Linked DNA regions of Sus scrofa: region 2 is linked to region 1. Evidence: chromatin contacts called from public Hi-C data. All regions are on one chromosome and are shown on one strand. Each heading gives the region's core, a stretch centred on a gene start, on an enhancer-like site or on the middle of the called end of the contact. The rest is flanking DNA. Distances are from core to core; before and after follow the strand shown. Region 1 has its middle 110 kb from the start of ID2. Region 2 overlaps LOC110260062 (a long non-coding RNA gene).

Region 1 (5,083 bases), core at 1,360-3,859:
CACTGGTCACCAGCTGGGCATTGGAGCTGGAGGCTGCTGATCCTGCAGCGTTTTCCCAGCTCCACGTTCGGGGATCCCACTGACCAGGCGGGGAGGATTTACACCACGAGAGAAATGACTCACATCAGAGTGACGTGTTTGATCCCTTGCGGAGCCAGGTGTCACACATGTACTGGCACAGCTCACTGCTCATCCCAAAGGACACAGGGAGCCGCTTACCCTCAGACCGACCTCCTGTCCTGGACCAGCGACCCGAGAGCCTGCTGGCTCCCTTGGGGGAGGACCCCACCCCCACCCCCTGTCCTCAGAGACAGTAAGATGGGGGCTCTGTTTGTTGAGTTCTGGGGCGTCAGGAGGGAGGCAGGGCCACCTGCGGGGCCCTTGGGGCCCAGGGCTGCTGGCTTGAGCCGGGCTGGGCTGCCTGTTCTGGGGTAAGCTACCCTCCTCCACCCATCACAGCCCCTCGGGCCTTTCCTGTCATCAGTTCCCTCCCAGTGCACACAGCATCGCCCCGAGGGTGTAACATTAGACCCAGACTTTCAGAGCTGTCACTTCTCCTCGCCAAACCTTGGCATGGTTTAACCAAGGACACAAAGGGAGTTTGCAGAAAAGGGACGCCAAGGCCTAGGGCCAGTTCTGCCTCGGGGAGAGAGACCCCCCTGCCAGAGCTGTGAGCCGCTTTGCAGACTCTCCTCTGTTTCCCCCCCCCCCCCACCGTTGCTGCGTTCACTCCATTTCCGAGATAGGGGAACCGAGGCGCAGAAAGAGGAAGCGACCTGGGCCAGGGCACCCAAACTGTGAGTGGCAGATCTGAGATTTACTCTGGGCAGACTCCGAGGCTCACAGCCCCGCTCTAGCACCGCTTCCATGTGTCCCTCAGGCCCCAGGGCCTTTCGGTGGCTGTGGGTCACACGGTCACTCGTGGGGCGGCCGACACTACCGCCACCTGCCTCCCACCGGCTGGGCAGACAGGGGGAGACACGGCCTCTGTTTCCCGCCTCCCCAGCCCTGCTGCCGAGGCTGGTGCCTGAGCCCCGTGTCCCAACCTGCAGCCTGCAGAGCCCACCCCCGTGACCGACAGGCTCGTACATTTCCCCATTCAGCTGATGGTGAGTGCTGTGCTATTTTAAGCCCACATGGAAGTATTTTTTTTTCCTAAGGACCATCTGCTACCGGCCCCAGCCCAGATGATACAGTTAGAACTTACCCACAGCATCCTCTCCCGCCTTCAGACAGTTCCAGGAACAAGGGTGAGTCAGTCGCCCAGCTGAACTCCCGTCCTGCTAAGAGATGGCCCCGGTTTGGTGCCAGCGGAGGGGGCTGCTCACCCCGGGGGGCAGGGGCGCTGCTTCTCAGGGGCAGGAAAGGGACCCCTGCCCCTCACAGTGGTGCTGCCTGCAGAGAGAGCCTGGAGAAGGCCTGGGAAGGCTGAGTCCACCCTCCCAGCTGAGCCTCTTTTGGCTCAGAAGCTGAGACCTGGTTCGGGAGTTCAAGTGCGGACGATGAAGCGTGTCATGAAGGTGTCACGGAGAAGCGGGTGGCCAGCAGGGCACCTGCTCTGGCTGCTTCTGGGAGAACCCCGGGTGTGCTTTGGGGTGCCAAGAGGTTGGGTCCCCTCTCGCTGGATGCATGGGCCAGCATCCCCCCGAGGCCAGGGGGGATATTCCGAAACACTGACCACAGGCCCTCAGGGGTGGGCTCTGCTCACCTCCCCTCTCTCCCTCCCTCCCCGCCCCCAGGGGCTCCCCATGAAGAGAGGCTGTGTAACTCTGTGTATAGCACAGAGATTGGAGTCAGACCTTCTAAGCACTACTCCCCTGAGTCTCCGTTTGCTCATCTGTAAGATGGGAGCCATCGAACCTACGTTCCCGGATGTGCATGAGCACTAAGTGGTACCCTAGGAATTCCCACTGCAGCGCAGGGAAGTGCTGGGACACAGGTTGGATCCCCGGCCCAGCACAGTGGGTTAAGGATCCAGCATTGCTGCAGCTGCAGCGTAGGTTGCAACTACATCTGGGATCTGATCCCTGGCCCAGAAATGCCATATGCCGTGGGGCAGCCAAAAAGAAAGACCAAAACCAAAAACTGGGGCGATGTGTGCGAGGGGTCTGGTACTCTGCCCAGCTACTGTCGTCTGTGTCATTATGACCTTCAGAGGGCCTGTCCTTTGAGCCGGCTGAGATATCAGGTCTGCGCCCTGTCAAGCAGGGCTGCTGTGCCGCACATGCTCTGTTGGCCTGGGCCCCCTCTCCTACTGGGCACTGGTCATTTGGCTGCAGGGACTCTGGTTACTAGGCATGGGCAGCAGCTGACTTGAGCCTGGCAGGGTAGCCCTGGGCGGCTGTTATTTCATCACAGGCCCTCTGGCTAGACCGTTGCCTCTCTTGCTGTCCGTGGCAGAAGCCGGGACGCTCAGCCAGGGGGCTTCTCTGTGCTTCCTCCTGCCTCCTGGCTGCTCACTTCCCTCTCGGGCTGTGGGCTGTGCCCGTCTGGCGGCACCTCCCTCGGTTCTGACCCCACAGCTGTGTCCCCGAGCGCTATCGGGTGCATGCAGCCCTCCGAGGCCCCGGGAGTGGCCCTGTGAGCAGGCGAGGGGCTGAGGCCTGACAGCTCGGCTTCCTGTCTCAGAGTCTATCTGCTGCCGCTCTGCAGAGGCCTACAGTTTATCTGTGGCCAGTGTTCGCACCCATTTCCTGCCAGCTGCTACTGGTTTTTCACTCTGCTCCGATAGCACCGGTAACTGGGAAAGGACCCGGGCTGCGTGATTCACCCGCGCCGGCGGGCAGGGATGCCACGCTGGGGCACAGGGCCCTTCCCCACCGCACACGGAGGGACAGCACCGTCTCTGTCCCCTGGGCCTTCCCCGCAGGCCCTGGCGGGGAGACACAAAAAACACCCGCACATTCATCGCGCCCCGAAAGTTGCTTGTGTGTGTGTTCCTGCGCCCGTGTGGGGTCTAAGGGATTTTTTTTTTTTGAATGCACCCGGGCCGAAGCAAACGGTGTCTTGTTTGGAGAAGTCAGAATGTAACTCGGGGCTGAGCGTCGCCCCTCTGGCGGGGAGCCCCAGTTCTCGCTGAGGGACGGTGGTGGTGAGCTGGCGGTGGCCCAGTTGAGGATTGGGTAGTCACACCTAAAATTTTATTTCCTGGCATTTCACACAATGCGGAGGAAAATCCCCCACCACAGCAAGGGACTCCTTCAAATAGAAAACGAGAACGCGTCCATTCATTTTTATTTTTTATGTTTTGCTTTTTTATGGCTGCACCTGCGGCATATGGAAGTTCCCAGGCTCAGGGTGGAATCGGAGCTGAAGCTGCCGGCCTACACCACAGCCACAGAAACCCAGGGTCCGAGCTGCGTCTGCGACCTACACCCCAGCTCACGGCAATGCCGGATCCTTAGCCCCATGAGCAAGACCAGGGATCGAACCTTCATCCTCATGGATGCTAGTCAGGTTCTTAATCCATTGCGCCACAATAGGAACTCCCCATTTTTTTTTTTTTTTAAATGTGGTGGATCAGAGTTTTGAAGCGTCCTGAATGTAGATAAGCCTCTGGCTAAGTGTCATGAATTGGCTAGAGTGTGGCTTCCCAAGCCTGGGTTCAAGTGCAGGGAGCAGAGGTCTCTGCAGGGTGAGGCCAGGGCAGGCAGCAGCAGCACTCCAGAGCCGGAGGGGAATGCAGAACCCGTGGTCCAGACCCGCTGGCACTCAGGCTGGGTTTTACCCGGCTCTGCAGGTGGCCCTGCCGTGCCATCAAGCATGAGAAGATGCAGACCTCATTGGGAGGCTTTTAAATTTTTCTTGGGTGGCAAAGAATCAAAGTGGTACTCCAGTATGAAATGATTCACGCCACACGTAGTTACTGCCCTCCCTGGTGGGTACTAGACTGTGCGCTGGGTGCAGCAAGGGTCCACCTGGCATCCAGAGCCCACATCCCTGTCCCTGGTCTTGAGAAGGTGAAGTCCACGACAAGAATGCCGCCTGATCTGGGGACGTCCCCTAGTCAGGTGGGGGAGGGGTGCCGGGGGAGGGGCCTGGGCTATTTCACGGGGATGGGAATTACAGGAAAGGGAGGGGGAAAGCTGGATGGTGGCCTTGGTAGGTGTGGGGTTTATCCCAGCTCCGACACTGTGTAGTGCAGCTCACAGAAGCCCCTAAACATCTCAGCCTCAGCTTTCTCATCTGTACAATGGGCTGAATGATTTTGAGACTTAAATGAGGTAATACCTGCCACATGCCTCGCACAGCCCTCGCTAATATCTATAAGAGATGTTAGCAAGTATTGCATCTGAGGGCAGTGGGGAGCCATGGAGGGTTTCTAGCCAGTCAGTGACACGAGCAGGATACTCTCTTTCCTCCTGGAAATGCCTCGGACCTTTAGGCCAGGAGAAGCTCTTTGTTGAGACTGAGACGCCCGTACCATTAATATTTCCAGCTATAATCAAATTTAAAACATGTCTGAGAAAAATGTTAGGTGTTTCCTTTGTGGCTCCGTGGGTTACGAACCTGACTAGTATCCATAAGGATGTGGGTTCGATTCCTGGCCTCGCTTAGCGGGTTAAGGATCCGGTGTAGCTGTGAGCTGCAGTGTAGGTCACAGACACAGCTCAGATCTGGTGTGGCTGTGGCTGTGGCTGGCAGATGCAGCTCCAATTCCACCCCTATTCTGGGAACTTCTATATGCCACAGGTGTAGTCCTAAAAGGGGGGAAAAAAAAAGAAAGAAAGGAAAAAAAAATATGTTAAAACTCCTAACAAGCACCCTGCTTCCTCAATCGGCCTATCTTTGGATCCTAAAAGCTGCCACAAGCAGAATCCAAAGCTATGTTTTTTCTTTGGATTGGGAACAAAATTGTAGAATGACAACTCAGTTTTTCCCTCTCAAAACGTCCCAAGGCTCCGAGTATGAGAATATGCTGTAGCTTTCAAAACCCGTGCCTGTAGGGGTGGCTGAGAGACAAACCCCCCTGCCCTCGGGCGGGACCAGCTCTGACGGTCCCCACCGCAGTGGCCTGCCTTCTCCACACACTGGCCAGAGTGGCTCGGGGCGCTGCAGAGAGATGGGTGACCAGGGTGTGTTC
Region 2 (5,083 bases), core at 1,132-3,631, 75 kb after region 1:
TACAGAGACACTTAAAAGGAAAGAAAGGAGAAAAGGCAAAAGGAAAAAGAAATTTCTCCTTGTGACGAACTCTCTTAGGATCTGCTCTCTTCATTTTTCCCGTGGGTCACACGGCAGGGTTAGCCACGGCCAGCGTGTTATCCATCACATCCCTAGAACTCATTTATCTTCTACCTGGAAGCTTGTGCCCTTTGATCACCTCCCTCCAATGCCCCCCCCTACTGGCTTTTGAAAATTCCACTTGCGGGGCTGATGCGGTTTGTGCTGCTGAGCCCAATGCAGTGTGACTCATCGCGAGATTCTGCCGGCTCACGTCCATGCGTTGCCGGACAGCTGTGGCTCGGGTGGGGATGTGGGTGGGATCTAAGACCCAAATCTTCAGTGCCTGGAGACCTGGGTTGGAATCCTGGCATCATTTCAGAGTCGGAACTCCATCATGCCAACGTGCGGGAGCAGGTGTGGTCACAGACCGGCCCTGGAGCAGGGGCTCAGGGGCCTGCGGGGTGTGGGGCCTGGGCTGCTCTGCTGTCTGCTTCCCGTGGGGCACTGGTGTGGAGGTGAGCAAAGAGTCACACCCTTTCTCCATCCACCATGTAAAGTTGGAATGGTGTGAGCAAGCTAACGATCCTCATTGCAATAGGAAATGTGTGTAAACACAGAACTAACAGGGGACCCCAGAGGAGCCGGCAGGGGGGGAGATGACAGGTGAGTCTCAGGCACAAAGTCTCAGGCACAACTGGGTACCCAGCTCCCACCTGGAGTGACGAATCCCTGAGAAGGAAACAACTCCTCGAGTCCTCTACTCCGACAATGTGCTTGCGTGTCACCGTGAAAATGCTTTCACTCTCTCCATTGGAAATTAGGATTTTCAAGCAAGACACTAAAAAGCAATAAGCAAATAAATATTGCAGCCCTGAGGCTGGGATCCCTGGGAAATTACACAGAGACCAGGCCGAAAATGCAAGGTATTTTCCTGTGGTGTAACCCAGCACTTAATTTTCAGGCTGATTATAAAATTATTACTCCATGTTATTTAACACCTGGAAAATTGACTTTCTCTAACTTGTTAACAGAGGGTAGACAGCGCAGTGGGGCTGGGGATGAGACTCAGGCACAGGTCTTAAATGGAATTAAAACTGCCTGCTTTGATCAACAAGGATGGCGACAAGGAAAACCAGCCAGCAGAAAAGGCCTAGGGAATCCAGCAAGACCCTAAATGCAGAACAGTGGGTAAAAAAGGACAGATATTTCCAGCAGGTACAAGCCAGGAGGATAAATTCCAGGTAGGCTGCACCTGTTTTTCTTATCTAACCTTGCAAGAATGCTATCACTGGTTTCCTGTTCAGCCACACCCCCAGATCAGGAGGGAGATTTGTTCCTGTGGGAAGATTCTGTTTGCAGCCCCTTCTCCACCTCCCCTACCAAGGCCCTGGCTTTTCGCTTTATTTCATGAGATGGATTTACACGCTCTGGGGGGGGAAGGACACTGAATCTGGATATGCCAGTGTGCTTGTTTTCAGTTGTTTATTTAATGCCCTTAAATACATAAGTGAGACCCTAGACCGTTTCCAACACCACTTGCTGCAAGGACTGTACATACACACGCGCGCGCACGCACACACGCACATGTACACATATTCCATAAAGGTAGGAAAGGAAGGCTCCAGAACTTTCGGCTGAGCACGGGGCTGTAAGGCGGGCTCAGGATCCCCCATCTCAGCCTACTCCCTGCCTCCGGGCTGGGAGTCCAGCTGCAACAGCAGCTCAGCTACAGGCTCCAGGCGATCAGCCCGGGTGGGAACAGCAGCTCGGCAGAGCCGGGCGCAGCGGGCGGGACCGCCGCGTTTTAGGGAGAATGGGGAGGGTAGAGAGAGGGGAGGACGCGCAGGTGCCTCGCAGATGCTGCAGGCACCGGGCGTGGGTGCAGCCGGCAGACCGGTGCCGCAGCCGCTCTGCCCCTCCCCGATCGCCCGCATACCCGGCATCCGCCGCTCAGGCCTCCGGCGCCCCCGCGCCCCCAACCCTGGGCCCCGGCGCGCGCCCCTCCCCCGCCGCCCCCTGGCAGGAGCGAGGCGGAGCGCCCCCGCCTGCCCGCAGGTGACTCCAGGGACAACCGGGGCTAAGCGTCCTACGGGTCCGGAGACCGCCCTAGACGGGCCCTGTGGGACTGAGTTCTCAGAAACATCGCCCGCCGCGGGGACTGATTCCCCTCTGGAGGGACCTGGGAGGCCAGCGTCTCCACGGTGGTGGTGGTGGTGGTGGGCGAGGCTGCGGCTGGGCCTGGCCCGGCGTCCTGCCACCCCTCCAGGTACCCAGCTGCCCAGATGCTCAGCGGCCGCAGCACGGGCGCGCCCTCTACCATAGTCGGTAGAGATTCTACTGAAGCCCGTGAAGCATCTCCTGTAATACAAGTTTTCAAGGGTCCGCATCGCCGCGCTCTCCCGCGCGGTCACCCTGCCCATCTCGACACGGGCAACGAAATAGCCCACGATCAAGGTTGCAGCCTCGGTTGACAGCGTTCAGCGGGTTTGCGAACTGCGCCGTTTAGACGTCCTGGGGGGAGCGGACGCCCCCTCCCCACCCCGGGCGCGCTAGAGGGCAGGTTCTGGAAGATCATAGAATCTCAAAGCTCTGCTACCTTAGCGACAAAACCAGCTTTCCCTGCAGGCCCCCTCCTCTTGCTTTTGTTGTGAGCGAGGATGCGGACCGGCGGGTGGCAGGTGGGCGCTGTGCCGGTGCCTGCGGAAAGCCTGGGGCGAGGTGGGGCGAGGGGAGACGGGGCTTTGCCTGAAGGCTACAGACTCGCCTGCCCTGGGAGCCTTTGAAGGGCTTTGGGGGAGCAGGGCGGTTGAGTTTCAGAAACCAGATTGCTTTCATTTTCTTGGTTGCCTTCATCAAGATACCTCATTCTTTGACATTTCCTGCCCAGAAGGCTTTGAACCATAGTCTTTTTTGCTGAGTGTCCGTGGTGCTCTGGGAAGGCATGCTTTTAAAGTCCCTTCTGTTGCCTAGTACTGTGCCATGGATGGAAAGGTGGAAAGGGTGGCCCTGGCTTACCCTTGGCCAGAGAGTCAGTGATACGGGGACGGGTGTCTCAGGTCTAGAGTGACATTTGATGTGTCACGATTCCATCCCTATGCCATGGTCCTGGGCAGGAAGAGCCTGGCCTAGTTATAAAGAACTCAGGGAAGCCGTCCCTGGGGGCCTCCTGGCCCCGCTTCCGTTGCCTGAATGCTTGTTAGTGAGTTGCCCTCTGACTTTCAGCTCTGAGCCCCATCTTGGTGACTAAGTGTCTCACCGCTGTGGCCTTGGTGGAGAGGGCCTTCCACCGGGCTCTGTTAATCATGCTGTATTTAGTATCTGGGTCAAGATGGAAAAACACTTTTCCTGTTGAAAGGTCTCTTATGCGTCATTTGTGAAGACATGCTTTTCAGTGTTCAGTGAGCATGATGAACTGGTGCTGATGCTGGGCAGATCTGGGGGAAGTTGTCAACCCTGCTCCATGACTTTCCAGGGACACATGTGCTCTGATTGGGTCATCCCCTCCAGGTCTGTCCTAGTCACCAGTCTTTGTGTATTTCCAACCCTGAGGGGTGGCAGGGCTGGGCTTGCTCCCTGCCTGGTGTCTTTCCCCAGGTCTGTGTGAATGTGCCTTCACTGAGGAGTTGGGTCCATGCTTTGCTCCCTCTGGGGATGGCTTCCAGCCTTGGAATGTGGTGGAGGCAAAGCAAATGCAGCCATGCCCAGGACCCAGCCGGTGGCTCCTTTTTCCTATGCTTTGGCCAGATGACAGGTGGCATCTGCTGGCAGGATGCCTGGGGCTGCTTCCAGAGGGACTTCTGTAAGGTGATGCTGGGCGTCTGGGGCCTCACTCCCAAATGGCTTTAAAAGTGACGTAAGAGCAGTTGACTTGCATGCTCTCCGTGAAGGAAGCAGCCTTTTCTCCCCTGCTCTAGCCCCCGATGCTCGATGCTCGCTATGAAGACTCATTACCATCCTGGACACCTTGAAGCTGAGCACTGCGGAGCGCCATATTGAATGGAGGAAAGATGGAATACACTTGGGTGTGACTGACTGATGTGTGGGGACGTTGGATGCTGCTGCCTTAGAAAGGGTTGAGGCTTTGGAGAGGTGGTTTGAATTTTGTGTAATGACTGTTACGCTCCCCCAAATCTTCTTCCTTTACTTTGAAACTCTTTTGCCTTCTGCTAGGCATCCAGTTTTATGGTTCCACTTTTTGAATATCTGTGTTCAAGAGTGTACACTCAGAAAAGAAAAGGGAGTTCTTACTTTGGTGTAGTGGGTTAAGATCCCATGTTGTTTCCACAGTGGCTTGGGTCGATGCATAGGCTCAGGTTTGATCCCTGACCCAGCCCAGCAGGTTAAGGATCTGGCGTTGCCGCAGTTGTGGTGTATGTCGAAGCTACGGCTTGGCTTTCATCCTTGGCCCAGGAACTTCCATGTGCCCTAGGTGTAGGCAAAAAAAAAAAAAAAAAAAAGTACACTCAAGAGCTAGACAGTCTGGGTTGGAATTCAGACCTTGCCAATTATGGGTTGTGTGACTTAACTGTCTTTGTCCTTTAGTTTCTTCATTTGTTAACTGGAGGTAATAGTATCAACTTCTTTGTAGGGTTGTTGTGAGGATTAAAGGAGTTAATGTAAGTGAAGCATTGGGAATGGAGTCTGGGAGACTGAACGCTACATTAGTGAGGGCTTAGCTGTTATTTCATGCTTGTGTTATTTGGCTGAGCCATTTCTCTTAATCCAGCTCTTGGTGTGTGACTTGGAATTTCCTTGTTTAAAGAGAGAGAGAGTATGAGAGAGGGAGAAATAAAATTGACCTATTTCCCTATTAGACCAAATGGAAATCATTAGCTAAGGTACCTTCCTGGGTTCTCAGCTACTTAGTGGATTCAGATTGAAACAACTGGGTTAACTTCTTGTGAGTTTCTAGGTCTTTAGACAATTTGGAATGGCGAGGCTTGAGTAAAGTTCTGGAGTGAACTGGATTTGAACATAAGTAACCCAAACTGCTAACTCTGGCCAGGGCTTCATAGACGGGGACCTCCTGCAGGAGGTGCTG

What was found. Hi-C and Micro-C count contacts between places; a contact is called where the count stands out from the background.
Region 2: a Hi-C map of heart right ventricle shows a contact between it and region 1, with 1.9 times the contacts expected there. The contact joins two enhancer-like sites. A contact is called at or near these places in 2 of 47 Hi-C or Micro-C datasets (blood and heart right ventricle) and 1 of 2 datasets of contacts at active chromatin or transcription factors (alveolar macrophages).

Annotation. Positions count from the first base shown.
Region 1 is chr3:127,609,697-127,614,779 of Sscrofa11.1, forward strand. No RefSeq gene overlaps it. Among named protein-coding and RNA genes, the nearest start is that of ID2, 110 kb to the left of the region's middle. Within about 2 kb of position 2,610, at least 34 of the 83 cell types and tissues checked have an H3K27ac peak or open chromatin away from gene starts, as enhancers often do. A contact at or near this core is called in alveolar macrophages, where this site is marked.
Region 2 is chr3:127,684,675-127,689,757 of Sscrofa11.1, forward strand. All of the region lies in intron 1 of LOC110260062 (a long non-coding RNA gene), which reads left to right. Among named protein-coding and RNA genes, the nearest start is that of ID2, 180 kb to the left of the region's middle. Within about 2 kb of position 2,382, at least 22 of the 83 cell types and tissues checked have an H3K27ac peak or open chromatin away from gene starts, as enhancers often do. A contact at or near this core is called in alveolar macrophages, where this site is marked.